Linked DNA regions of Bombyx mori: region 1 is linked to region 2. A link is a contact called in public Hi-C data. All regions are on one chromosome and are shown on one strand. Each heading gives the region's core, a stretch centred on a gene start, on an enhancer-like site or on the middle of the called end of the contact. The rest is flanking DNA. Distances are from core to core; before and after follow the strand shown.

What was found. A called contact is a pair of places that touch in the nucleus more often than the background predicts.
Region 1: a contact with region 2 is called in a Hi-C map of middle silk gland, with 2.2 times the contacts expected there. The contact joins the promoter of LOC119628358 here to the promoter of LOC101740758 in region 2. A contact is called at or near these places in 3 of 7 Hi-C or Micro-C datasets (middle silk gland, posterior silk gland and whole pupa).

What each region holds. Positions count from the first base shown.
Region 1 is chr25:10,895,406-10,901,235 of ASM3026992v2, forward strand. It overlaps LOC119628358 (ATP-dependent Clp protease proteolytic subunit), which reads left to right and starts at 3,819. Exons shown (of 1, transcript XM_038020330.2): 1 at 3,819-4,615. The coding sequence starts at 3,819. The coding sequence ends at 4,559. It overlaps LOC101737844, which reads left to right. Exons shown (of 3, transcript XM_004921729.5): 1 at 1-67; 2 at 435-1,442; 3 at 1,831-2,699. The coding sequence starts at 13. The coding sequence ends at 2,291. It overlaps LOC101740349 (transmembrane protease serine 11D), which reads right to left. Exons shown (of 3, transcript XM_012689698.4): 3 at 3,654-4,885. The coding sequence ends at 4,702.
Region 2 is chr25:10,126,968-10,132,924 of ASM3026992v2, forward strand. LOC101740758 (putative uncharacterized protein DDB_G0282133) reads right to left here and starts at 1,717. Exons shown (of 7, transcript XM_004921836.5): 1 at 1,190-1,717; 2 at 1-1,011. The coding sequence starts at 1,314. It overlaps LOC101738513 (DNA transposase THAP9), which reads left to right and starts at 2,574. Exons shown (of 3, transcript XM_062676188.1): 1 at 2,574-2,734; 2 at 2,841-2,994; 3 at 3,112-4,314. The coding sequence starts at 2,658. The coding sequence ends at 4,122. It overlaps LOC101740619 (dihydrolipoyllysine-residue succinyltransferase component of 2-oxoglutarate dehydrogenase complex, mitochondrial), which reads right to left. Exons shown (of 10, transcript XM_012688929.4): 10 at 4,301-5,949. The coding sequence ends at 5,815.

The sequences.
Region 1 (5,830 bases), core at 2,569-5,068, 770 kb after region 2:
ATTAAACTACTCATGAGCAATGTAAATAATATTTCCAAGATGGGAGCAAAAGATAAAAACCTAAGATGTAAGTATAATTGATCGTGTTCTTTAATGACTAATTATATAAAGAGCCCCAGCCCACTTTAGAGGCCAGATACCAAAATGTGACCGTCACCCGGCTTGAAATATTTTTTAAACATTCTGCAATAATTGAAACTGGTACAACAGCTGTTATACTCCTTAAAGGGGAACACATGAATTCGCGGCAGAAATTGTCCAGGACGTGATGCCATATGCCAAATTATACAAAATATCTAAATTCGACAATTATCAATTAATTGAGACCCCAAGATATAGATTTTATTAAATTTATTATTGACATTTCAAAGATAAAAATTATTAGATCTGATTTTTCATGAATAAAAAAAAATCTATGCAAATCTTATTTTCAGTGATATGTTCAACTCCAGAACAAAATAACAATTCTCCTTCAAGAGACAGTGATTCACTGTATGATTCAGATGCTACTAGTCCAGTTCCCTTTTTATGCACACAAGATGGAGCTGACGGAGAAACTGATGTTGTGTGGAATTTTTACACTCCGAAAGCTGATCGCAACAAAATTCATGATAAAAATGCAACACCCATTGGTAGGAAAGCTAAAAGAATTCAACGTCCAAAACTTATTGATAAACATATTTCAAAACGCAGAGCACTCCGTTCAACGCAGAAAAGAACAGAATTATTTAATGATCTTATTGAATTAAATCAAAACTTGTCTGAATTAATTAAAAAAAACCCTAAAGAGTCTGGTGTCAAAACCCATTCAGGTAGTGAAGAGGATTTATTTAGTGATTCATCTGATTATTCACCAAAAAGTGGACGAAAAACAAAACACAACTGCTTACGGAAAAATGTGTTAAGTTCAAAGTTTACTAAACCAGAGAATGAAAATGTGATAGAATCTGATGATTCAATGAATGAATGTTTGATCAAAGCCAGTCAAATTGTTGAAGACATTGCGTTTGATGATGAAGTAACCCCGCCAAAAGTAAATCCAGCAAAAAGGAAGTATGTTGATGTGAAAACTAATTATAATTCAATGGATACACTTTTAGGTAATGTAAAGCTAGGTTCACCAATAGTTAACAAAGTAAAGAAAAGTGAAATGCCATGCATTAACAATGACTCTTTTGATAATCTTGTTGAGAATTTGAATGACAGCGTATTCGAACAATTGACTCAAATGCCAGTTAAAATGGATGAAACTAACAAGACTGGTAGTAGTTGGAAAGTGAAAGAAGTTATAGTTCACAATGCAAGCCCCAAGTCATTGTCATTCATTCGACACAGCACTATGCCGGAATCACCATCACTGAATGTAAATAAACCTTCTACAAGTGGCATGGTCTTTGGCAGGTATAATACTATGCCAACTGAGAAGAATATCAGCAGTGGTGGTAAGTTTTCTTAAAACAAACATATAAATAATAACTAAAGGAATCATTTCTGTAAACAAACTAGTACAGATCCTACAAGTATGACAATATGATGCAACAAATAAAATTAATTTAACTTTAGGTTGCAGGTAAATAAAATATAATATTAATTTGAGGTATGCGCTAAGTACACTTTTTCCTTTATAATTAGCTCCATGTCAATACACAATCATTTGTATGTATTTTCTTCACCTTTTGCAAGTCACAGACAAAATGAAGACACACTTTTTCTACATTTCAGGCTCATGTTTTTCATTGTCTCTACCTTATTTCTAACATTTCCAATGCTTTATAGCATTCGTTGTTATGGACAGCTATCAGTAAATAAACAATGTAATATATGTTACAGAATCTGATTGTTCACCAATAAAATGTACCCAAGAAGAAATAGAACGGAAACATCGGTTAGCCAGAGAAAAATTACTTGCCAAAAGGTTACTGCCCTTCACATCTATGCAGACAAAACAGCAAAGTCAATCACAGAAGAATCTAAAAATAAATTCAAACAGTGAACCAAATTTCATTTATCAATCTGCTAAACTGTTGCCTAATACTAAGAATAATGTATGCCGAAGTCTGGAAACAAAACCAATAAAATCACAAGCTGTAAATAACTTACCCACAGAAAAACTTAATGAAAATGTTTTATTAAAACAAAATATTACAAAGTTTCAACCAAAGTTTCCTAGTAATAATGCAAATAAAGTTGATACTGTAACAAATAAATCCAATGATTTGAAAGAATTATTAGAAAGAAAAAGGCTGGAGGCATTAATGAAATTAAGAAAACGACAACAGCAAAATAAGTAGATAATTGTAGAGAAAATCTTTATTCTAAATTATCAATGACATTTAACACAAGGATATCACTCAAATACTTTACATTTACTTACTACTCAGGTATAACTACTACTTATGTACTGTTTATTAAGTTTATAAAATTGTAGTGTGGTGTATGTGAATGATGTTATATGATTTTGTTTCTACACAGGCGAGACTACTATTTTGAAATATGCAATTTATTTATGATCATCTTTCGATGGATTGTACCTTTAATGTGACTATAAATAAGAATGTCAATTTAAGAAATAACTGAAATATTTAAGTATGAAAGTATCCGGCAAATTGTTTTATACTTTCGTAAAAAAATGTGATAACTTTATCGATATAAGTACCTATGTAATTGTTTTTTAAATAATGGATATGATTATTTATATACCTATATGAGTTTTTATTGAAGTAAATTCACGTCTCATTTAGAGGGGTTTGCGGAAAACGCGGACAAAATCATAGATTTTTTATTTTTTCTGTAAACAAAAAACGTAAATGTCATGAATATGTTTTTAAAGAGAATGAAGGCGGTAGATAGCGGAATGCGGTGGTAAATTATAATCCCTACCGTGTTGACGAAACCCTCGCACTAAATGTTGGCTATAAGCCAATGTAGGTAAATTTTTACGCGGATTTTCTGGAATATTTTTATTGTAATTTTCGAAACTTAAAAAAAAAGCGTGGATATCGTGCCTTCGATTTTTATTGTAAAGAAGGCCGAAAATTGTGAGAAACGTGTTTCGTTTGTTCCATTTAACTCAAAACCTACTACTAGTGTGTGTAGTGTATTAAGTAAGCTTGTGATAATCACAATTTATTAACTGTTTTCTCAGGTTCGTCTGAGGCTAATGTAAGCCTTAGAAATTACTTCTATTTTACTGTGCGGTTATTTCACCTTTTACAAATTTTTACTCTTGAAGTTCAGTAATAGCATATGGGCATCGTTTTCATTTCCAGTCCTGCTAAGATCATTAAAAAACGGAAAATCTGTTTTCTAAGTATGAATTAAGTTTTTTTTAGTTTAAAACCTGCAACCATGTTTTTCTAATTGCTTAGTATCTGTGAAAGTGCACAAATATAGGAAAATGAAACAAAGCTGCTGGACGTAGCTTCTCGGTTTCTTTCAAAAGTCGCTGTAAATAACCACTGTTTTACTGAAACTACATATTTTGATCTCATGTATGATATCTCCCTTGGTTTAATTATTAAACAATCGTTTTTTATAAAATACAATATAAAGAAAATTAAGTTGTATGGTATGATATCTTCGCCTTTCCAGGTAGAAAAATGGAATGACTATTACTAATTGACATTGATTAAAAACGATCTTGCCAATTTTGTGACAAATGTCAAAATAAAAAATAGGAACAAAGTTTTTAAAAATATGTAAATGTAGATCAAAATTAAATTTATTAAGTGCCTATTAAACTAAAGCACTCCCCGCCAACTGGATATATATCTCACAGAATATTTTAAAAGTAAGACAATAAAACTTTGATATTTACAATGGCGTTGAGTTCCATAGGTCGAGTAGGCCGAAGATTGTGCGTTGGAATAACTAATGTCTACAATGTAACAAGGCAAATTAATACCAGTCTGCCAAAGTTACTGGGTATGATACCGATTGTAGTCGAACAAACTGGTAGAGGTGAGCGTGCATACGACATTTACTCGAGATTACTTCGCGAGAGAATCATATGTTTAATGGGGCCGATTAACGATGATATAAGTTCCTTGATCGTAGCACAATTACTATTCCTGCAGTCGGAGTCGAGTAAAAAGCCTGTCCATTTGTACATTAATTCTCCTGGTGGAGCTGTAACCGCTGGTCTCGGTATCTACGATACAATGCAGTACATCACTCCCCCAATAGCGACGTGGTGCGTCGGTCAGGCATGCAGCATGGCATCTTTGTTGCTGGCCGCTGGAGCCCCCGGAATGCGACACGCGCTACCTAACTCTCGGATCATGATACATCAGCCATCTGGAGGAGTACGAGGTCAAGCTACTGATATACAGATACAGGCGGAAGAGATTTTAAAACTGAAAGCACAAATAAATAATTTATATGTGAGACACACAGGCTTAGCGTTAGAGAAAGTGCAGTCGTCAATGGAGCGTGATTGTTTTATGTCCCCAATCGAAGCAAAGACCTTTGGTATAATAGACACTGTGTTAGAGCATCCTCCTTCACATGCTGTCGAACAGGAGTGTGCACCTAGTACTGCTACTAGTAGTAGTAATTGATATTTGCTAGTTGTTATGAATTATTTAATTTGAATAAAATAAAACAAATTTATAAAGTTTAGTATTTATTTTGTTACATAATTGTTTCACAATTAAGTAGCATTATTTTCAACAGTAACTTTCAGTTTTTATGTTTTTATTTTCATATTTTGGTGTCTTTACTGTACGTGCAGTACAATAATTTAAAATTTCTAAAGATCCAATCATAGTAATAGCTAACATTTGTATATATTGCAATGCTTGGATATTTATTGATATTCCATGATATTATCCCTATTTGATGAGTTTTTCCATTACAATTGACCAAAGCACTCCCAGAATCACCACTGAAATTAAAGTATAATGCTTTTAGAGCAATATTTATTTTACTAAAACAATGAAATAAGGTATATTGTACGTGCTTCCGAGTATAGATGAATATAAAGTATAATCTGTTCAGATTACAGAGTTGACCAAATTTATTAAGGTCTGATCAAGTATAGGTTAACAATGGACGTTGAAAATGAAAAAAGGTGGGGATCAGGAAATAGATGTGTTTAATTAAGCAGTCCATGGTAGTATTGTCTATGGATCTTAGTGATGATTCTCAGGAGGGATGTGAATTTGTCTAGCCACACTAAGATCGTTGACCTCGATAACCTTAATACTTTTAGAACGTTGCAGGGAACTGCGCGAGTCGAGGGAACGCGTTCCCGGCCCCGTCACGTCACAGCCGGAGTCCCGCAAGGCTCCGCCCTCTCCCCGTTACTATTTAGTTTGTATATCAATGATATACCCCGGTCTCCGGAGACCCATCTGGCGCTCTTCGCCGATGACACCGCCATCTACTACTCGTGTAGGAAGAAGGCGTTGCTTCATCGACGACTTCAGACCGCAGCTACCACCATGGGACAGTGGTTCCGGAAGTGGCGCATCGACATCAACCTCACGAAAAGCACAGCGGTGCTCTTCAAAAGGGGTCGCCCTCCGAACACCACGCTGAGCATCCCCCTCCCGACTAGGCGCGTCAACACCTCCGCCCCCGCCACTCGCCCAATCACGATGTTCGACCAGCCCATACCGTGGGCCCCGAAGGTCAAATATTTAGGCGTCACCCTCGACAGTAGGATGACATTCCGCCCCCACATTAAGACGGTACGCGACCGTGCCGCCTTCATTCTAGGACGTCTCTACCCGATGATATGTAGGCGAAGTAAAATGTCCCTTAGAAATAAGGTGACACTCTACAAAACTTGCATACGCCCCGTCATGACCTATGCAAGTGTAGTGTT
Region 2 (5,957 bases), core at 467-2,966:
TGCATCTGCTTCATGAATGTGTCTTCATAAATAGTATTATTGTCGTTGTGAATAAAGTCATGACTGGAACTACTGAGAGATTTCTCGGCTAATGATCTCATGTGACGATTCAAGCTGTTCTGAGATTCTGTTATAAAACTGTTTATTGCATATTCAAATTTTGTTGATGAATTAGGGTTGTCCATCAATTTATGTATTTTGTCTTTGTCCATTTTGAATAACTGTTTCACAATATTGTTTTTCATTTTGTCACAGTTCGATTTTTCTATTTGTCTTTGTCTCTGCACTCTTCTCTTTACAGGCTGCTCTTGTTGAGGATTCTCATATGGAATTGATGATGTGTTGATTGTAGTCATTTGATTTTCATTTGGATCATCACAAGATGGACTTGGAGGCTCATTCCTGTTTAAAAGTCGCTTTCTAACAATATCTACAGTATCATCTATAGACCTGCTGAATGATATATCATTATTTGTGTTTTCTAAATCAGGAGTGGTACTGTAGTGATCAGAAGCAGGGGGTCTGTGTCCTGGATAGTTTGGTTGACTGTTTTTATTTTCGATATTTTCATTGTACTTTAAATGATGTTTTTGAGGGCTTTTATTTTGGTATGATTTGCAATCAAAATGAGGGTTTACCCAAGGACTGTGATTTAAAAGTCTTTCTTGAGCAAGTGAATTGTTAGCAACAATTCTGTGGTCGACATCACCCATGCTGTTTATATGGTATGCTTGTGATTTATTGTTATCATAACATTTAATATTTGAAATTTGAGTTTCAAGTGTTCTTGTTTGTTGGAGGTATGGAAGTATTTGCCTTTGGCCTCCTCCTCTATTTTGGTAATGACCTCTATGTCTAGAATTAAGGGAGCTATTGCGCTGAGGACTGTTATGGTTTCTGTAAGTGTGTCTCTCATAATGGTCAGTATAGTCATCATAATGCTGGTCTCCTCTATTAGGATAATTTCCAAAATGAGGCGGTCTGTGTAGTCTAGGCCCTGGATGTGGGAACCTAAAATTTATAAAATTATTTGATTACAAAAACAATTTTAAAACACTAACAGACATTACTAGGATCAATAAATTAAATTAAATAATGCTTTGAAACGAATATTTTCTCATTTTGTCCAATACATACTCAAGATACTTCTGATATCAAAATTATAATGAGCGCCGCAAATTTTTCTAACCTGTTAGGATTGTGAAGATTATACGGTCTGGGAGGCCTGAAGCGTGGGTTTCCTGGGTTTCTAGGCCTATGTTGTCTGGGATTTTCAGTCCGCCAACCGCCTGAACTTAAGTGACCTCGCCTCATATTGAAGGTGTTAAAACATATCTCAGGAAAACTGACACTCTTTTAATGATTTGCAGAAAGAATTTTTACTCAATACGATTTTTAAATGATCACACACTTTAATAACTTTAGTTTTTAATGAAATATTTAGCGCGGAATTAAACAAAATAATATTTATTTGACATTTCTGATCAATGTTGACATTTCAAAATAAACATGGCTGATTTTTCGTTCAGTACTTATGAAAAGAACGCGTTATTGCATTCATATAATTATAGCGACTGGATTTTGAAACAATAGGAAACAATAAGAACATATACAAGAAGCATTTCTCCAAGATGTCCTTCGAATCTCCACGTAGCAGATGTCAATGCATTCATCACATTTACCAAAATTAAACTTTCGTCTCTCTTGAACATTAATTTTCTCGGATGTAAATCTATGACAATAAAACGGAACAATATTGCCGGATAAAACATGGCTTACCCGTTTCTTACAAAAAAATATTTGAAGTATGTGGCAGGACTTTCGGCGCGTACTGCGGTGCCGTAAGTTTTGTGAAGTCGGTGTAGTGGAGCTCGATGGCGTTTAGTCGGTAGTCGGTTCAGCGGGGCTAGTGCCTCGCGCACCTATTTCAAGGCGTAGTCTCCTGTGAGAAATTAGGGGAGGTGGAGGACCTCAGTCCTTCTCTTCTCCTCCTCTTCCTTTCAGGAGACGCCGGAGTCAGATATAACCCGGTCCGTAACCCCTCTCGACCGGGTATCCGTAAATGGATTCCCCAGTGTTAAAAAAATTAAAAAGGGCAGATGTTAGCAAAGACACGCAGGCTGAGGCCGTGAGCTCGCCTAAGCGTTAAATAAAGTTATCAGTAATTTTACTTTATTTTAGCAAGACTATTTTTAAAGGTTTCTGTAATTATTTGACTTCTTTGCTAATAATCCCATGGACAAAGCTAAAAAAAATTAAGAAGAAAGCAGTCACGTCAAGCAGTTTTTGTCACTGAATTTTTGGCGGGAATTCGAGAAGCGAAGTTGTGTGAATTGTTTTACTTTATTAATAATTTAGTGTATGTTAGGGTTAAATGTGTAATAATTGGTGTTTTATTAACTGTTTAGTATCTGTGAAAATGAAATAAATCAATTCCAATTAACCAACCTAATTTCATTTTGCTTCATATCATCTTTCATAAAACAGAAAATACAAAAGGCTGTACGGGGCAATACCTTTGGCTTTCTAGTCGGAAAATGGAAACCACTACTTTACTGTCATCATATGTTATTGTCATGTCACCCGTTTAGTCAACAGTACAGACTAGTCTACACACAGAGTGTCACAGAGTACTATGAGTCTATAAACAAAAGAAAATGCCGTCTTGTGTTATAAAAAATTGCAGAAATAAATCATCATTACATACGAAACATGCTGGAGTGTCTTTTCACAAGTCAGTAATCACGTAAAGATTAACCTTAATTCTTAATTACTTGTAAAACTAAGTCAGGCGAAGTCAAATTTATTTTGTAAAACATTAATTTCAAATTATTTTACAGATTTCCGAGGGATCGTGTTATAAAGCACAAATGGACAACAATAATAAGAAAGAGTAGAAACGACGAAAAATGGGTCCCTTCAAAGTTTAGTACTGTATGCTCTGCACATTTTGAGGAAAAGGATTTGTACTTTACAGATAATGGCCTTCAAAGGGTAAGAAAAAATGTTGTACCTAAAAAGGTTTGTACCTATTACTAATTCGCTATTATTCTTAATTTGGTTAATCTTAATTAAGACACAAAAAAAAATTATATTTCACTTCTTTACCAGAACATAAGTCGCTCTCAGTTATCTGAAAGCATTCTCCAGTCCAGTCCAGATAGTCCGGGTAGTCAAGAATGTCCAAGCCAAGATTCTGAAAACTCAAGGTCATCAGATTCTACGGCCACATCTAAATTAGAACCTGCCATTCAAATACTGATACCAGAGCCCAGTGAACTAGCTGGTACTAGTGAAATGTCTGAATGCAATGAACTGCCTACTAGTCATGAAACAAGTGAGTGCAATAAGTTACAAAGTTCAAATGAATCAAATGAGTTACCTGATGAAAATTCAGTATCAGAATCTGAGATTGATTCTGTAATTGAGGGGTCTTATCGAGTGTGCTTAGAAAAAGAACTTCGTAAACATAAAAGAATTAAATTAGAGAATAATAGAAAAATTAAAACACTCAATCAAAAGGTTCGCCGACTCAAAAGAAAAAACAAATCATTGAAAACAATATTGAAAGGAATAAAAGACAAATATTTAATTGATCCTAAAATCGAAAAAGTGCCAACATTAAATGAAGTACCCCTGGAGTTATTTCGAAATATATATGTAAACCGTAAAAAGAAAATACATTATTCGCTTGCAATTAGAAAGTTCTGCCTAACATTGAATTCCTACTCTTCTAAAGCTTATGAATATGTACGTGAAGTATTAAATTCAAGTCTACCTCATCCCAAAACCTTACCAAAATGGAATGATATTATTATTAGTGAAACAGGTACCACACCATGTGCAAACAAAGAAAAACAAAAAGAACCAGATGATTTCTCTTCAGAAGATGATTATACCACAGAGATACCTGAGCACTACCTTCCGGAACATCAGTACACCACAATAAAACAAACTTCTTACTCTACAGTACAACACAACCTATATCCTCCTATACAGGAGAACTACCCTAATGATCAACAGGTCCAGTATACTACCGAGCAACAACACTATTCTTCAAAGCCTCATGAAGAATATCCTTCAAAACGGTATGATTATCCCACAGCACAACCAGTTCCATAGTTTCAGTTGAGACTTATTGTTATTGGGCATTTACATATTTGTTTTCTAGTGTCTTAAATTTTGTATTGTAAATAACTATTTATAATTAGGTTAGGTTTAGGTAATAAATGTTACGTTGTTTAAGTTTTTTATACTACTGAATTTTTTTGAAGAGTTTAAATAAAATAAAAAATATCCATTACACTCATCAAACATTTATTAAGTGTAATACCTATTTACAGTAATAAAAGCATTTCTATGAAGATGATTAAGTACACTTCCCCTACTGTGAAAAATTAATCAATAGTTTCCTATTTAGCTTAGCTTGATGCTGACAAGAATAATTATTTTGTGGTTATTTTTAAATGACTATCGACTTTTCACTACATACAAGTGGTTTTACTTTTGTAATCATCTTACGTTATTCAAATTCAAGAACGTAATATGTAACAAAACATTCGAAAAGAAGTGATACATTTACAAAGCTAAACGCGAAATCATGTATCTACTAAAGATAAGAGATTAGAGTAATTCAAAACCGCCTGATTTAAATGATTATAACTTTTTTAACTACCTATTCGCTGGTAGCTTTTGGGGCTATTCCAGCTACGCGCGAATGGGCAGGTAAGCTCACGGGCTCAACCTGAGCGATCATGAATTATCGCACCCAGACTCTAAATTTTATAATTCTACCTCATTAGGTTAACTGTCTGAGCACTGGTATAAGTCGCGCCAATATAGAAACGAATCTAAAATGGCGGCGGCGATGATGCGCTCTCACTCTAAACTATTGCTGTCTTTAGTCGCACACGGCGCGTACTGCATGCAAAAAAAATATCATTTCTGCCTTTGTTGTTGAGTTCGAGTTTTTCCACTTTAGAGTTGTGCGACTTAGATGACTGGCAGCAAAAGTGTCTACGCAAGTTGCATCCCAGATGAGACACCTCTCCCTCTGCCAGGGTATAAAGTAAAGTATATTCCCATTTGTTTTTTTATATTTTTTTACAATAAACAAATTTTCTTTCTATCTTTCTTTTTATTTGTTGACCCTACAATCTGTCAGTGCAGGTATGTAGACGCCATTTTCAATTCGTTTCTTTATTGTTATATGTAAGAAATATAGATTTTCGTGACGATCTGGCTCTAACACTAGCAGCAGTCGCAGCACATATCATCATACTAGTCGAAGACTTCCGACGAGTCATTTAGCTCATCGAATTTCTTGTCAGATCTGATAAGGTTGGTAACCGGTGGTGGATGTATCCACGAAGCAGCTGGCCTAGAGCTGATAGGCCTTCAAAGGCGTTTGCGTAGTGGTTAGTAAACTTTCTCTCCCGGTTGCCGGTACCTTCGATAGGCTTCCGGACCTATAGAAATTTCTTCAGTTCGAAAAGGTTTCTTGTTACACTGTACAATATCAGATTTGAAGCAATATCTACAAACCGGTACTTACAAGGGAACAATAGTTCTTTTGAAGACATATTAAAACTTTGTTTATGGCGTTTGTAGTTTAGGTATGTACCTATTGTATTTATTACAATGCGCTTCACCTAACCGCTTCCAAAATATTTATAGCCTCAAAATGGGTCTTGTTGACCTTCATTTCACGACGTTTCATGCGTTTTTCTTCTTGGCTCATTAAAACAATATTGGTAAAGACAAGGCTTATAACTTGAACGTGAATATTTATAGTACATTACATATTTGTATGTTTTAAATTCCAGCTAAAATAGATGTAGGGTCTTCGACACCAGATTTAACTTTTCGCAAAAACAGTACAGCTTCACGTCCGTCGATTAATCTATGATCATAAGTTAATGCCAAGTACATCATGGGCCTTATTTCCACCTGAAAAC